Regions from separate parts of the Drosophila melanogaster genome. Here region 2 is linked to region 1. Evidence: chromatin contacts called from public Hi-C data. All regions are on one chromosome and are shown on one strand. The core of a region is the stretch at or near the end of the contact, and the rest is flanking DNA. Distances in the headings are between cores, read along the strand shown.

Region 1 (6,437 bases), core at 3,727-6,226:
AATAACGTTTAACATTTAATTTTATGGTTTACATCGAAGCAAAGCATATAAAGTTAATTATTTCTGAGTTGTACATATTGCTCTAGGTTCTCGACATTCACTTGTCCATATCATCAGTGGCTTTCCATTAGCATTAGCTGTGTGTGAGTGTGTGGAAGCTGTGGTTAACTTATAGGTTCCGGTTCCTCTTGCATTCGGTTAGCTTTCAAATATAGTTTCTCACTAAAAATATATGCTTGCTGCAGAGTTTGACATGTGAGTTACGTTATTGTTATCAGTAGTTGTTCTATGCATATTATATATATTTAACTGTAGTTCTTAACAACACCAACCGCTCGACGAAAGATATTAAAAAATTTGAATACGAATATAGTACGAATGCCATGCAAAACGGGGGGTCGAATGACGGAAATGCATTTGCCCAAAATATACTTTGATTACTAACACTCTCGGTTTCAACAGTAATGAGAATTTCGTTAAATTTTCTTTTGTATTTGGTGGGGTGTTCTGTATACTAGTTCTCTGATGCCCTACAATGCTGCTTTGTAGTGATTTTCCTTTTCACTTAGTTGCATTTATCCTCGGAACGAACACTAAAAACTAGGCGCCGTAAAATATTTGTTACTCGATCAATTCTTGCATCGTTCGCATTTCTAGTGGAGTATTTTGTGTGTGAATCTGTGTATCTGAGTATCTGTGTCTTTATCTGTATCTGAGTGTGGTTTTTTGGCAGTTACTAATGGCGCGGCTAGGAATTTATGTGGGGCGCCAGACATCGGGGTCTTCCATGAGTGTGATATGCTGATCGCCGCCCATCTGCATCTGACCGCCCGCCTGACTGCCGGCCATCTGTGTGGGCGATGTGGCAGCGGCGGCCATGTCCTCTCGAGAAGCTCTACGTGTTAGTTTATAGTTATTTAAGCGTTTTCACAGTGGCAAGCACATCGTGGGAATATAGAGAAAACATTTTGTTTCGATTAGCAAAAATGGCTTAGCAAAACTAACTAAATCGCTCGCTCCTCCGTTCGCTTAGCAACTAAACTAACCCAATAATCGAAGTCGTCTTTAAATTCAGAAATTCACCATAAAGCTTGTTTTTTAAATTCAGATTAATGTTTTAGGAACACATGAGTGCCTAATCAATGCAGTTTGATTTGAATCCAGCTATTTCTTTTAAAAATTCTGCGGCATAGCTGCAATTTTCTGAATTTAACTGCGATTTTCCGAGGTGCCCCATACTCACTTCTTGCCTAACGCCATCATGCCGTAAACCACGCCAGTGCCAAAGATCAGCCCACTGCCGAATAAGCTGGCCAGTCCAAAGCACAGAATAATGGGCGGAATGGCCATGCTGAAATGGAAAACATAATCTTTAGGAAATATTACAATTTGTGACAAATTTCTTTGGTTACTCACGCAATGTAGAGCCCGGCACGGAAGTACAAGGGCTTAGATTCCACCTTTTCCGCGATCTCGTTCACCTGCCCAAAGCAGACGAAACAGCAGGGAGCCTCCAAGAGCATCACCACAAATCCTGCCACCATTTGAAGGATGCCAGCCACCAGGCAGGATACGCTGAGCGTGATGATGGAGAACACATTCCACAGGCCGAAAAGAATGGCAACTGGAAGGAAAACATGGGATAAAAGATGTTAGTTATGCAATGTTATAATCTACTAATAATGAATATTTTCCTTGGCTATTATGAATTTGCTCCTCAATCTACTGTTTCCATGTAGCTCAAGTTACTGCTTACTGCTAACTTCTATTGATTTTTTATTATTTAAAAAAATTACATTCCTATCATATGTTGTATTTAATGTATGCAGAGGTCAAGCTATTTTTGTAATTTCCAATAAAAGGCGTATATCTTTATCGCTAAACACTGACCAAAAATACCAATATCATACTCCCACTAGACCCATTATGTCGGGCCAACCGCCCCGTATGGTAAAAACGAGGAAACGCAATCTAATCTACAACGCTGACTCATATTGTGCCAATTTCTAACTTTTTATGGCCTTCTCTTTTATTTAAAAATTTTTTAAACAAAAACGAGCCACAGAAGCGTGACAAACAGCATGAAAAACAGTTGGGCAAATTGTTAGTTGATAGTAAGTAGTTCAGTTCACAGGTAGAATTCACTAAATTCCATTCGATATCGCTAGAGGGGCGTACAAGTGAATTACATTAAAATATTTTATCAGCTGCTTTTGGTCTATGATAAAAGCATAAACAAAGAGTAAACAGCACATACGACTATAATTCGCAGATAAACAAATGCCTGGGGCGTGATAATTGGATAAAAGTGGCTGGTATAAATGCAGCAAAAGATCACGAGGAAAGGTTGAATTCTAAAATTCTAAATACATGAATAATAAAATAAAAAAGATTTCACGATTTAGGCCACTTTTAATATTTAGCTTCGCAAGTTAGGTTTTTCCTTTTGCGAAATCGGATCTGGGTTTTGAGGTTATTGCGGTTCTTAAAGCCAGGCAAACTGACCCAACCTGGGGAAGAAGTCGTTGTGCTCCACGGAACGGCTTATAAAATTATTTATTAATCATAGACTTTGGTTTTATTTTACGCAAACAAAACCGGTTCATTGTGGAAGCCGGACGAGTGAGTTGTGATCCCTTAATTGAGGTATTCAGCTATTTATATTGATTTTAAGTGGATGGTGTTCATTTGTTGGGCAATTTCTGCATTTCACTAAGTGAGAATCATTGCCAGAATATCCAACAACAAAAGATGCTTTTGTACAGAGAAAAAAAAGATGTTAAAAACGTTTTGAATAAATAAATATTCCTTTGGTTGATCTCTAAAAATTCCAGGAATAATATGTCAATGAGGCATATTGTTTCTGTGGAATTTTCATTTATATACATATGTATGGTTTAGATTGATTTTTAAAATAATTTTTGTAAGTATTCTAACGACACGAAACCCAATAGCATAATCAAAACCCCAACTGCGATTAAAAAGATTGACTTGGACTTAATCAAAGTAGATCACGACTACTTAAAAGTTTATTGAACTGCATTTTTTTATGCATTCAGAAGGTGATGATGAAATTACAAAAAAGATGCCCCAATTGAATTTAAGATACGCATAGACTTATTACGATATTGCACTTATAACACGTGTGGCAGCCTAAGGGTTAAGGTTAACTGAGTCCAGATAAAAAAGCAAATACGCAAACGGGTAAAACAAAGTTAAAAATAGAGATGGAAAGAGGGAAGCTGCTGATACAACAAAAGGCAGTGCGAATTTCGATTGAATGGGCACAGAGAATTACATTCGATGCGGAAAGAAAAAGCAGAGCGCCAAACTTGACACAGAAAAGCTCCTATACATACTTGCAATTTCCTACACACGAAATAAAAAGTTATCAAACGAAATGGTTAGATAAGAGATATTAAGTGCAGGAAGCCCACTTAGTTAAGTGGGTGAATGTATTATTTTATATTTCAATAACAAAACAAAAAAAAACCTTTTTTGGACTTTGTTTTACCTTAAAATTATACGTTTCATTCTTAATTCATTTGGAAATCTCACACTTTACCCTACATTTCTTTGATTTTGATGTAAAAATAAACTTTAGCTACATACATAACTAGTATTTTTTTCAGTGTGTGAATTTGTGTATCCTTTTTGTGTTGTCTTTTCCATGTTTCCTTTCTCCGCTCTCACTGCCTCTCACCTCTCACTCACCCTCTCTTGTTTTTCCTTTATCAATGTCAGAGAGCGTGCGTACACACACGAACACAACTGCACACCTACACCTACGAATAGATAACAGCAACAACAACAAAGGGTGGTACACAAAAATCGATGCAACATATTTTTGGGCCGCCCAATGTCACGGATGTTTTTCCCAACTTTTTAATGTGTTAAGCTAGTAGATAATTTATTATATATCCTACAACTTACAGAAGGCGGCCACAATGCCCAGCAATCGACTTCCATATTTGAGATACCACGGCTGCTCCGGTCCAATTGGATCTTGTTGATTCGGCCGTGCCAGCAGACCCGTTATCTTTTCCGCAAACGACTGATCCGGGAAATAGACGGAAATAGGGAGAAATCGAAATGCAATTAGGAAAAATCGAAGCACAATTTTGTATTGTGACGCGGCGGCCGCTTTTTTTAACACGCACACATTGCCACGACAAAAACACACACACCAGTTAACGCGCGGCTCACATGCATACACACTGACACCGCTCACTGCGTCAGCATTTTATCTCAGTCAATCAACAACTACCTACCATGGCTATTTATTTAGTTAGTTAGCTAGGCTTAAACTAATTCGAACAATTACTATTTGCACTTTTCACGTCACACGGAACGAAAAAAATCCTGTTGTACTTTGCGTTCTGCTGCACGCGAACCGAACTAGATCGCGATTCTGATGGCCGATAGAGCCTATCGATACTCGGAAGTTATCGGAGGCGAATGGAACTAGTTTCCTGGTATCCTGGATTCACTACAACATTTTTTAATTTTTAAATTTATATTGCAATTAGTCAACTTCTTACTTTTTTCATAATTATTTGTATTTTCTTGTTTTGGGTTTCGAACATTCAAATAATTACACAAATACTTTTTTAGGTAATGAAAAAACTACAGTCTAAACTTGTAAATTGGTTTTTGTTCGATTATGATATTAAACAATATTTTCCGGTTCTCTTAGCAAATGTTAGGCAAATTTGTGTACATTGAAAGCTTTTATACCGTTCAATATGCAGGCGGCATCTTTAGAAAATTCACTTCGATCTCAGATCGTTCACCTAACTCCTAAATCTGAACAACTATCTCTATTCAAATCAATCAAAATTAATTTATTTTTAGATTTGCATAAATTTCTAAGTCCGTAAATTAAAAATCGATTAATTCAATTGCCTATCGACATTAAGCAGCTCTGCATTGTATCGATAAATTAAACATCTATCGATAGTATCGATTAGCAGACATCGAAGAAATCATTGATTACTTGCCTTTTATTAACTTGGTTTTTGGACCTCCTCGAAAATATCAGCAAAATGACAGAAGCGGAAATTTGCAAACTATGCAAGGATAACCGAGCAATTGAGATCGATCTCGAGAAGCCCAAATTCAAATCGGCCAATAAACTGCTGCAAAGACTTTTCGATTGGTACAAAATTGATGTAAGTTCTGAAAGTGAGTCCAATGGATGTCAAATGCAAAGAAACCCACGTATTTTAGGCTGCTATCCTGGGGGAAAATTACTGCATTTGCGAGCCCTGCTTTGGAGAGACTTTGCGCATAAGCGAATCCCTGGAGAAGTGGGGCACGGCCCAGGACGAGTTTCACCGGAGGCCCATCGAAATAGACGACTCCACTGCATTTCAGATCAAGTTGGAGGTGACATCAAACAAAGAAGAGGTAGAAACGGAAAAGAATGATGAGGAGAATTCTTTCGATCAGCATATCGCGGAGCCAGTGAAGGAAGATCCATTGGAAAAAAACGAGCATATGGAGATCGTAGTCGAAGAATCTTTGAAAACCGCGTCCGTGGATTTCTTCAGCGTGGGATTGTCACGCGATGGCTTGGCAGTCACCAAGTTCTTCAAGGACAAGACCCAAGCCACTCGGATGCTGTGCACCTGTTGCGGCCATGTGCTCGAAATCCTGACCCACATACGCATGCATTCTTGTAAACCCCGCCCGAATCCGGTCTACTATTGCCGCGATTGTGGTTCAGAGTTCCACAAACTACACGAACTACATGAGCACATGAAGACGATGAAACACAACAAGACCATGTGCGGCGCAAAGGATTTGGAATTTCTGTGCCTCAGATGCAACCAGATATTCCCACGCTATTTCGACGTTATCCGCCACGAGAACAGCGTTCACAATGTATCCGATTTCATCTGCGTGGAGTGCAACATGTCCTTCGCTAACCAAGGATCCTACAGGAGGCACACGAGGAGCCATAAAGTCAAATTCACGCAGCAGCGATTTTATGAGTGCCCATATAAGGACTGCACCTCAAGTTATCGAGTGTGGGCGCGCTTAATGTCGCACATGAGTTCCCACGGCCTCTTTTCTGGATTCAAAAGCAAAGTGCCGTCTACCCAACAGGAACGACGTCTTCTGGAGGGCAAGTTTATGACGCTGGACCCCATGAAACGGGTTGAACCCGATCGCCGAAAGTTGCCATACCGCAAGAAAAGCTTTTACGCTAAGGCAGATTTCCCGGAATCCCCGACGAAATGTACCAACGGAGGAGAGTTCATCAGCCTGCCCAAGAAAATTTCCCTGCAGAAGGGAAAATACATCAATCTTTCGGACAATTCAAGACCTTAGTTACCAACTAGGCTAGCAAATAATGGTAATCTTGAAAACTGATTAAATTGTATAAATTAATATTTCCACTACTGTGTGTATATTATTAATTCTTAGATAGC
Region 2 (6,435 bases), core at 1,348-3,847, 140 kb after region 1:
CTATTATAAAGATGCTATATTTTTAAATCAACTGTGCGCTGATTAATCACCGGTGGCTTATGCTGACGTGGTCCTTTGGGCAGGATATGTATATTATTTATTAATCATATGATCGACAAGTGTGTAAACATATTTTAACCAGGACGATGACGTATTTAATTTGTTAAGCTGCCTGGCCAAAGCTAATTTAATAGTACAAATAAATGAATGGAGATCAAACAAGAATTCTATTATATCAAAAATTTTGACTTTAAGTCAAACTTAAGTTTAAAACTAAGGTGGAACAGAAAATATCTCAATATTTTCAAGCTAAACAGTTATTTTAAGAAGCCATTTCTCGCGGATTACAGCTGAAGTGCCATCCTAGCTTTCCAACACTACTCAGTCACACTACACAACACTGCACTGACTGAACCGAAAAAAAAACACACAGATTTTGCAATCCGCAGAAAAGAATTATTAATAGTATTTTTATGCGGATGGCCAGCGTGCTGAGGACCTAAGATGGGCTACGATGTGAATCGCTTTCAGGGGGAGGTGGACGAGGAGCTCACCTGTCCCATCTGCTCCGGAGTGCTTGAGGATCCGCTGCAGGTTTGTTTTGTTTGCAAAGAACGCACACCGCGAATCATACATATGCTTTAAATACAAACAATCATACATATCTACCGATTCAGGCCGTGATGTGCGAGCACGCCTTCTGCCGCGGATGCATTAACGAGTGGCTAACCCGCCAGCCCACTTGTCCGGTGGATCGAAATTCCCTGACTACTGCCAACTTGCGGGCAGTGCCTCGCATATTGCGCAACCTACTGTCCAGGTGAGAAAAACCCAACGCCTTCTACTCTGTGAACCTTGTGGACTCTAACTAATCTTTGACCCTTGCCAACCAGACTGTCAATCACCTGTGACAATGCGCCTTATGGCTGCACGGCTGTTCTCAAGCTAGACGCCTACAATTCCCATTTGGACGAATGCATTCACAATCCGAAGCGACCATTTCCCTGCGAGAAGGGATGCGGCTTTGACATACCCAAGGATGAGCTAAAGGACCACAACTGCGTGCGGGAGCTGCGCACTTTAATTGTCAAGCAGACGGAAAAAATGGGTGAGCTCAAATCGGAGCTCACCGACCAGCAGCTGACTATCAACGAACTGAAGCGCGAGCTGCAGCTATTCAAGGACTTTATGCGTGCCATGCGCGTCTCCAATCCTGCGATGCGGGCCATAGCCGACCAGATGGAGCGCGACGAGGTGATCCGCTGGAGCAGCACACTGCCCCGGGCCAGGGTTACGCGCTGGGGGGGAATGATCTCTACGCCCGACGATGCACTGCAGGTGAAGCCCAAATTCTAAATTTTTTTAAAACGTTAACTCACTTTTCATTTGATAGCTCATGATCAAGCGCGCTTTGTCCGAGTCGGGCTGTCCGCCACACATCCTGGATAGTCTTATGGAGTTCTGCCACGAGCGACGTTGGCCCCGTGGGCTCAGTTCGCTAGAGACACGTCAAACCAATCGTAGGATCTACGACAACTATGTGTGTCGACGCATTCCAGGTAACAATTTTAAACATAAATATTAACAACAAGGCTTTATCTTTAAACTTACTCTTCCGCAGGCAAGCAAGCTGTGCTCGTTTTGAGCTGCGACAACCTCCACATGACTGAGGACGTCATGATCGATCCAGGTTTGGTCATGATCTTCGCCCATGGCATCGAGTAGGCCCTCAGCCGCTGATTAACCACTTATCCTAGGTTAAATGCTAACTATATCGAACAGTGCTCAGTTTTGTTGATTCCTTAACGTAAGAGTAAGCATTAAAAACAATATTGTAAGGAAAAACTCGCAAAACAAACCATTCAAGCGCCTCATGACGACTTTCAAGTTGTACAAAAAATATATATTACTTTCGGTTCATTGTGTTTTATCCATTTAGTTAGTACGCAAATTCGTATACATCATCAAGTCGTTCGCATATACCCAATATTACATGTTTGATTAAGCGATCTCAACAAATGTCCCTTTGTTATCGTTCACTTCATTCTCATTTTGATGGAAGGAAGCTGTGAATGTCCTAATTCGCGTTTAAATTCGTATTGCACAACTTACTTAAATTTCTGAAATATTTGTCAATACTTTTAGATTAAATGTGGAAAGAGTAATAAACAGTTTATTTAACTAATGTATTCATGGAAGAATTTATTACTATAATAAACCATTTGCTTTTATAATTGATTTCTTTCAATTACGAATTTAAATTGTAATAGTATGTTACAACAAAATTCCATTTATTCATTTATTTAAGCACTCCCATGAATTATTTTTCTGAAAGATTGTCTAGCCTTTTAGATTAGAAATAGAAATAAAAGTGATTATTCCAACTAAACCGATAATTCTAGCCTCTTATCAGCTGAAAGGGCAGACAAGCGTCTGCCTTTGGAAATCCTACACAAATGTTCACTGGGATGCCCCCCACTTGCAAGCACCAACTCATTCGGGGAGATCTGTCCGCCTCCACTCTGTGGACCCGTAAAAGTTCTGGACAACATCTGTTTCCCGAAATGGAAATCGAAAAGCAACAAAAACCAAGCAGCAAGCAACCAAGCAACAAAATAAACAAAAGAAAACCAAACTAGTTCCTCCACGAGCTTTGGCCGCCAACCGGTTTCGGCTTTTGTACACCCGTTTTGTTTTTTTCCTACATAATACAACATTATACAAAGTTTGCATCGGTTACATGTGCCAAAAATCGTTGGATTATACAAGCCAGTTTTGGTTTTCAATTTTTTTCTTCGTATTTGCCGAACATCTTGAATATTGATAGAAGCAATTAGCGCCATCCAGACCAAAGGGGCAGCCCCCTACGGCGATTGAAAGTGAGAGTTGATCGGCCGATTGGCGGCGGAGCGGACAGGCTGAAATATATACATCCAACAGTTGATCGCGAAGCGGCGCAGCCAACGGACGTGTCCAGCTGCGATCTCCAGAAGGCAACCAATCTAATCGAAGAACACGAAATGAATGTATCAATTCCGGTGCTATTTGTGGCCCTCATCTGTCTGGCAGCTGCGTCGGCGTTTCCTCAACTGAGGCAGCGCAACGAGAAGCAGGTTCAAACCGGCGATGATGATTTGCGTAAGTAAAATTCTTAACGCTCGAAAATCTTACAATTCTTAGATTGTAAAACTTCCTAAATACATTTGGAAAATACTTTTCAAATCTGAAATTCTGTAAATATATATAAATACATATCTATCTATAAATTTTTGTGTATACATATGTACACATTCTGTAGTGCGAACAAAGCGTAAAATATTTAGTAAAATAATAGATTGCTCCGAATTTTTTAATAATAAGCTTGCCGATTATTCAGCTTCTATTAATTAAATTAAAATAAATATAAAATATTTTATAAAGTATATACCATTGCATTTTACAGCTTCCAAGGGCGCCACTATCGAGGAAGTAGTGGTGGAATCAGCCTTGTACATCAAACCGAAGTCTAATCCGCAGGTGCGTCGCGTCCGTTCGGTCCTGGATCAAATATCCGGAATCCAGGCCGCTCACAAGAGGGTGAAGCGTCAGTTTGGGCGACAATTTGGTGGTCAGTATGCTGGAAATCCCGGCTTCGGTGGCGGATTCGGTGGAGAGCCTGGTTTTGGAGGTGGATTCGGCGGTAATCAAGGATTTGGAGGCAACCAGGGATTCGGAGGTAATCAGGGTTTCGGCGGTAATCAGGAATTCGGCGGTAACCCAGGATTCGGAGGAAATCCCGGATTCGGCGGTAATCAAGGTGGAAAAGTTCAGGCAGGTACATCGGCCGGCGCTGGGGGAACCAAAGCGGGTGTTGATGTTGGTGCCGGACCAGATGGCGGCAATGCCAATGCCAACGTCGAGTTAAATCCGCTGGGACCACTCGGACCCAGTGGTTACAACCAGGAGCAGGCCGCATCCAACGGAGCTGCCCACAGCAACTACAACAATGGACTCAACTCAGGATCCTCGGCCGCCAGTGGGCAGGCTCAGGGCTTCCAGTCGCAGAGTGCCAATGGATCATTCGGTGCCTCCTCCGCAAGCACGGCCACTCAGTCCCAGAACACCAGCCCCTTTGGATCCAATAATGCGGCAGGTGCTTCGCTGAGTCAGGTTTACCATCTTCCCAATGGACAGACAATAAACTTTAGCTCCACGAACAGCTTCGCTAATGGAGGAGCCAATCGTGGCAGTAGCCATGGATCGGCAGTTTCTGTCAGCCGCTAAAAGCCAAGTTCACCATACAGGGAAAATACCTCCAAGTTAATCTATTTGTCAGCAATCCTATGTGCAAATATCTAAAAAATCCAAATAAATATTTATGATTGAATTGAATTTGAATGAATAATTTGAATGATTTTTTTAAAATCTAAACGGTTGCATTTTGATGATCCAGATTACAAATTACAACAAACTTGAATTGTTCCATACGAAATTTAAAAGCTTAAGACAATATAAGAATTGGCACTGTTGACTACAAAATATTTAGATTCTTGGTATCAACCAGCGAAAGAAAGTTGAAAGGTTTTTTTTATTTTGTTTTTTTTTTTTTTTGTACTACTTTATATAATTATCCTCAGTGTATCCTTGTACAATTTGGTTTCTACTAAAGTAGTACACGAATTTATTATTGCTACAATTAATGCGCGTAAATTGTAAAATGATTGATTTTCATTTGTGCAAACATGCCCAACTGATGATCCTAAAGAAAACTAATCTGACTCGCTTTCGCTTTCCGACTGGAAGTCACCCACTTCGATGGAAAACTTGTACTCCTGATCACAACCCAAATAGGAATCGCTCATGTAGTACAGAGTGTAGTCGTGTTTGCCCGGACTAGGTGCCACAAAGTCCAGCTTGACCTTTGCCTTTTGCTGCAGCGTGAGCCGTTTGATGGAGAGCAGGGAGTTGGTCTTGGGATCACCTATGACGACCCACCATCCTTCTTCGCGCTTCTGCGGGAAGAATGGAGCAATGACTGGGCCAGTGACCTCATCCTCACGTTCCAGTTGAACCACTACATTAACGGTTGATCCTGAGTTGATGCGATCCTTGTCCACCACCTCATAGTTCAGCTCAATGTTGGGGTAACGGTTGCAGAATCGAGCAACATCGGCCATTTGTAAATCGGAGAGCTGCAGCAGGCGAGTGCGATCCTCGTCCTCCAATTCCATGATATCGAAAACGGTTTCGATTTTCTGAAATATACGACGAAACATGAGATAATCCTAGAGATTCACTTGTTGTTACTCTCACCTTCTCTGTGCACCGCTTGACAATCTCGGGACTAAAGTGCGGCAACTGTTTCAAGTACGAGTCCTTGCTCCACATGGCCTGCGTGACCATCTGAGCCAGCTCCATGGCAGCCACAGCCGGCGACAGCCAGCCATTTGAACTCAGCACATCTACGCAGGCCTGAATGAGGCGGATGGCCTTGCTCAGTATCTGCTCCGTATCGCCTTGCAGTTCAGGTCCCAGTTGCAATCGCGAAAGATGAGCCTGAAGCAGCAAATTGGTCTTGATGTGCGGATCATTGAATCTAAAAATAACATTGGTAAAATTCTTTTTAAGATCTAAATGTATGGGTTGCTTACTTTGGAGCCGTTTCATTGGGTCCTGTGAGTTTGTTGGGCAGTCGCTGAGACAGCGTGCGCAGAACCTGCTCCTCATGATGCCTGACCACAACATCCTCGTACTCAGCTGCCGATGAAATAATTTCCAGCAGGCCCCGCACTTTTGTTTTGCTGTTGAGGGACAAACTGAAGAGCTCTGGGAAAAAATGATAGGAAAATGAAGATGACAATTGCCTAAACTTAAATCTAATGCTTCATACCGATAGTTGTGTAGTTGATGTAATAGTAGGCAGCAATCATGCCCAGATTGAGTGGCAGCGTGTCCATATCATCCTCCACGCTAATACACTTGGACTGTTCTAGATCGCTCAGCGTATTCTCCACCAACTCCGAAAGATGGTCGGAGAGATGGCGATGCGTGACACCCTGCAGATTGTAGTAGTTGGGATTTTGGGTCAATCGTCTGTAGAGGAACGTCCAGGTGAGATAATCAACGGCATCCTGTTTGTTCTCAATTGTCTTGGTGACCACCTCGGCGTTAAAGTGATCATGCATTCTATGATCCAAATGACTTTCGATGGGCAGCGGCTCGTTGATGAATTTCTTAAAGAAGTCCTTCTTGCTGCTCTGGCACATCAGCACGCATTTGGCATCCGCATCCTCGTTCGGCCGATTGGCTCGACCAATCATTTGCAGCACGTCTGTAATGGGATAGTCCTCATACGAATGATTCTTGCCATTGTAAAATTGTGTGTCCATGATGATCACCAAGTGAGCGGAGATGCTCATGCCCCAGCAAAGGTCTCTGGAGATAACAGCTACTTGC

The links. A called contact is a pair of places that touch in the nucleus more often than the background predicts.
Region 2: a contact with region 1 is called in a Hi-C map of the Kc167 cell line, with 2.9 times the contacts expected there. The contact joins the promoter of CG17032 here to the promoter of CkIIalpha-i1 in region 1. A contact is called at or near these places in 12 of 107 Hi-C or Micro-C datasets (the D17-c3 cell line, the Kc167 cell line, the S2 cell line and 4 more) and 2 of 6 datasets of contacts at active chromatin or transcription factors (both in the Kc167 cell line).

Annotation. Positions count from the first base shown.
Region 1 is chr3L:15,812,003-15,818,439 of dm6, forward strand. CkIIalpha-i1 (CKII-alpha subunit interactor-1) reads left to right here and starts at 4,977. Exons shown (of 2, transcript NM_079372.4): 1 at 4,977-5,171; 2 at 5,230-6,437. The coding sequence starts at 5,046. The coding sequence ends at 6,336. It overlaps fwe (flower), which reads right to left and starts at 4,408. Exons shown (of 6, transcript NM_168633.4): 1 at 4,272-4,408; 2 at 3,934-4,054; 3 at 1,417-1,624; 4 at 1,244-1,351; 5 at 1-895. The coding sequence starts at 4,274. The coding sequence ends at 757.
Region 2 is chr3L:15,956,246-15,962,680 of dm6, forward strand. CG17032 reads left to right here and starts at 2,598. Exons shown (of 2, transcript NM_140560.3): 1 at 2,598-3,138; 2 at 3,443-4,364. The coding sequence starts at 3,021. The coding sequence ends at 4,263. elgi (early girl) reads left to right here and starts at 305. Exons shown (of 5, transcript NM_140559.1): 1 at 305-594; 2 at 678-820; 3 at 894-1,338; 4 at 1,394-1,559; 5 at 1,622-2,188. The coding sequence starts at 505. The coding sequence ends at 1,725. It overlaps GXIVsPLA2 (GXIVsPLA2,), which reads left to right. Exons shown (of 3, transcript NM_001274974.1): 3 at 1-220. Brr2 (Brr2 U5 snRNP complex subunit) reads right to left here. Exons shown (of 6, transcript NM_140561.4): 3 at 5,870-6,435; 4 at 5,631-5,805; 5 at 5,293-5,575; 6 at 4,591-5,234. The coding sequence ends at 4,749.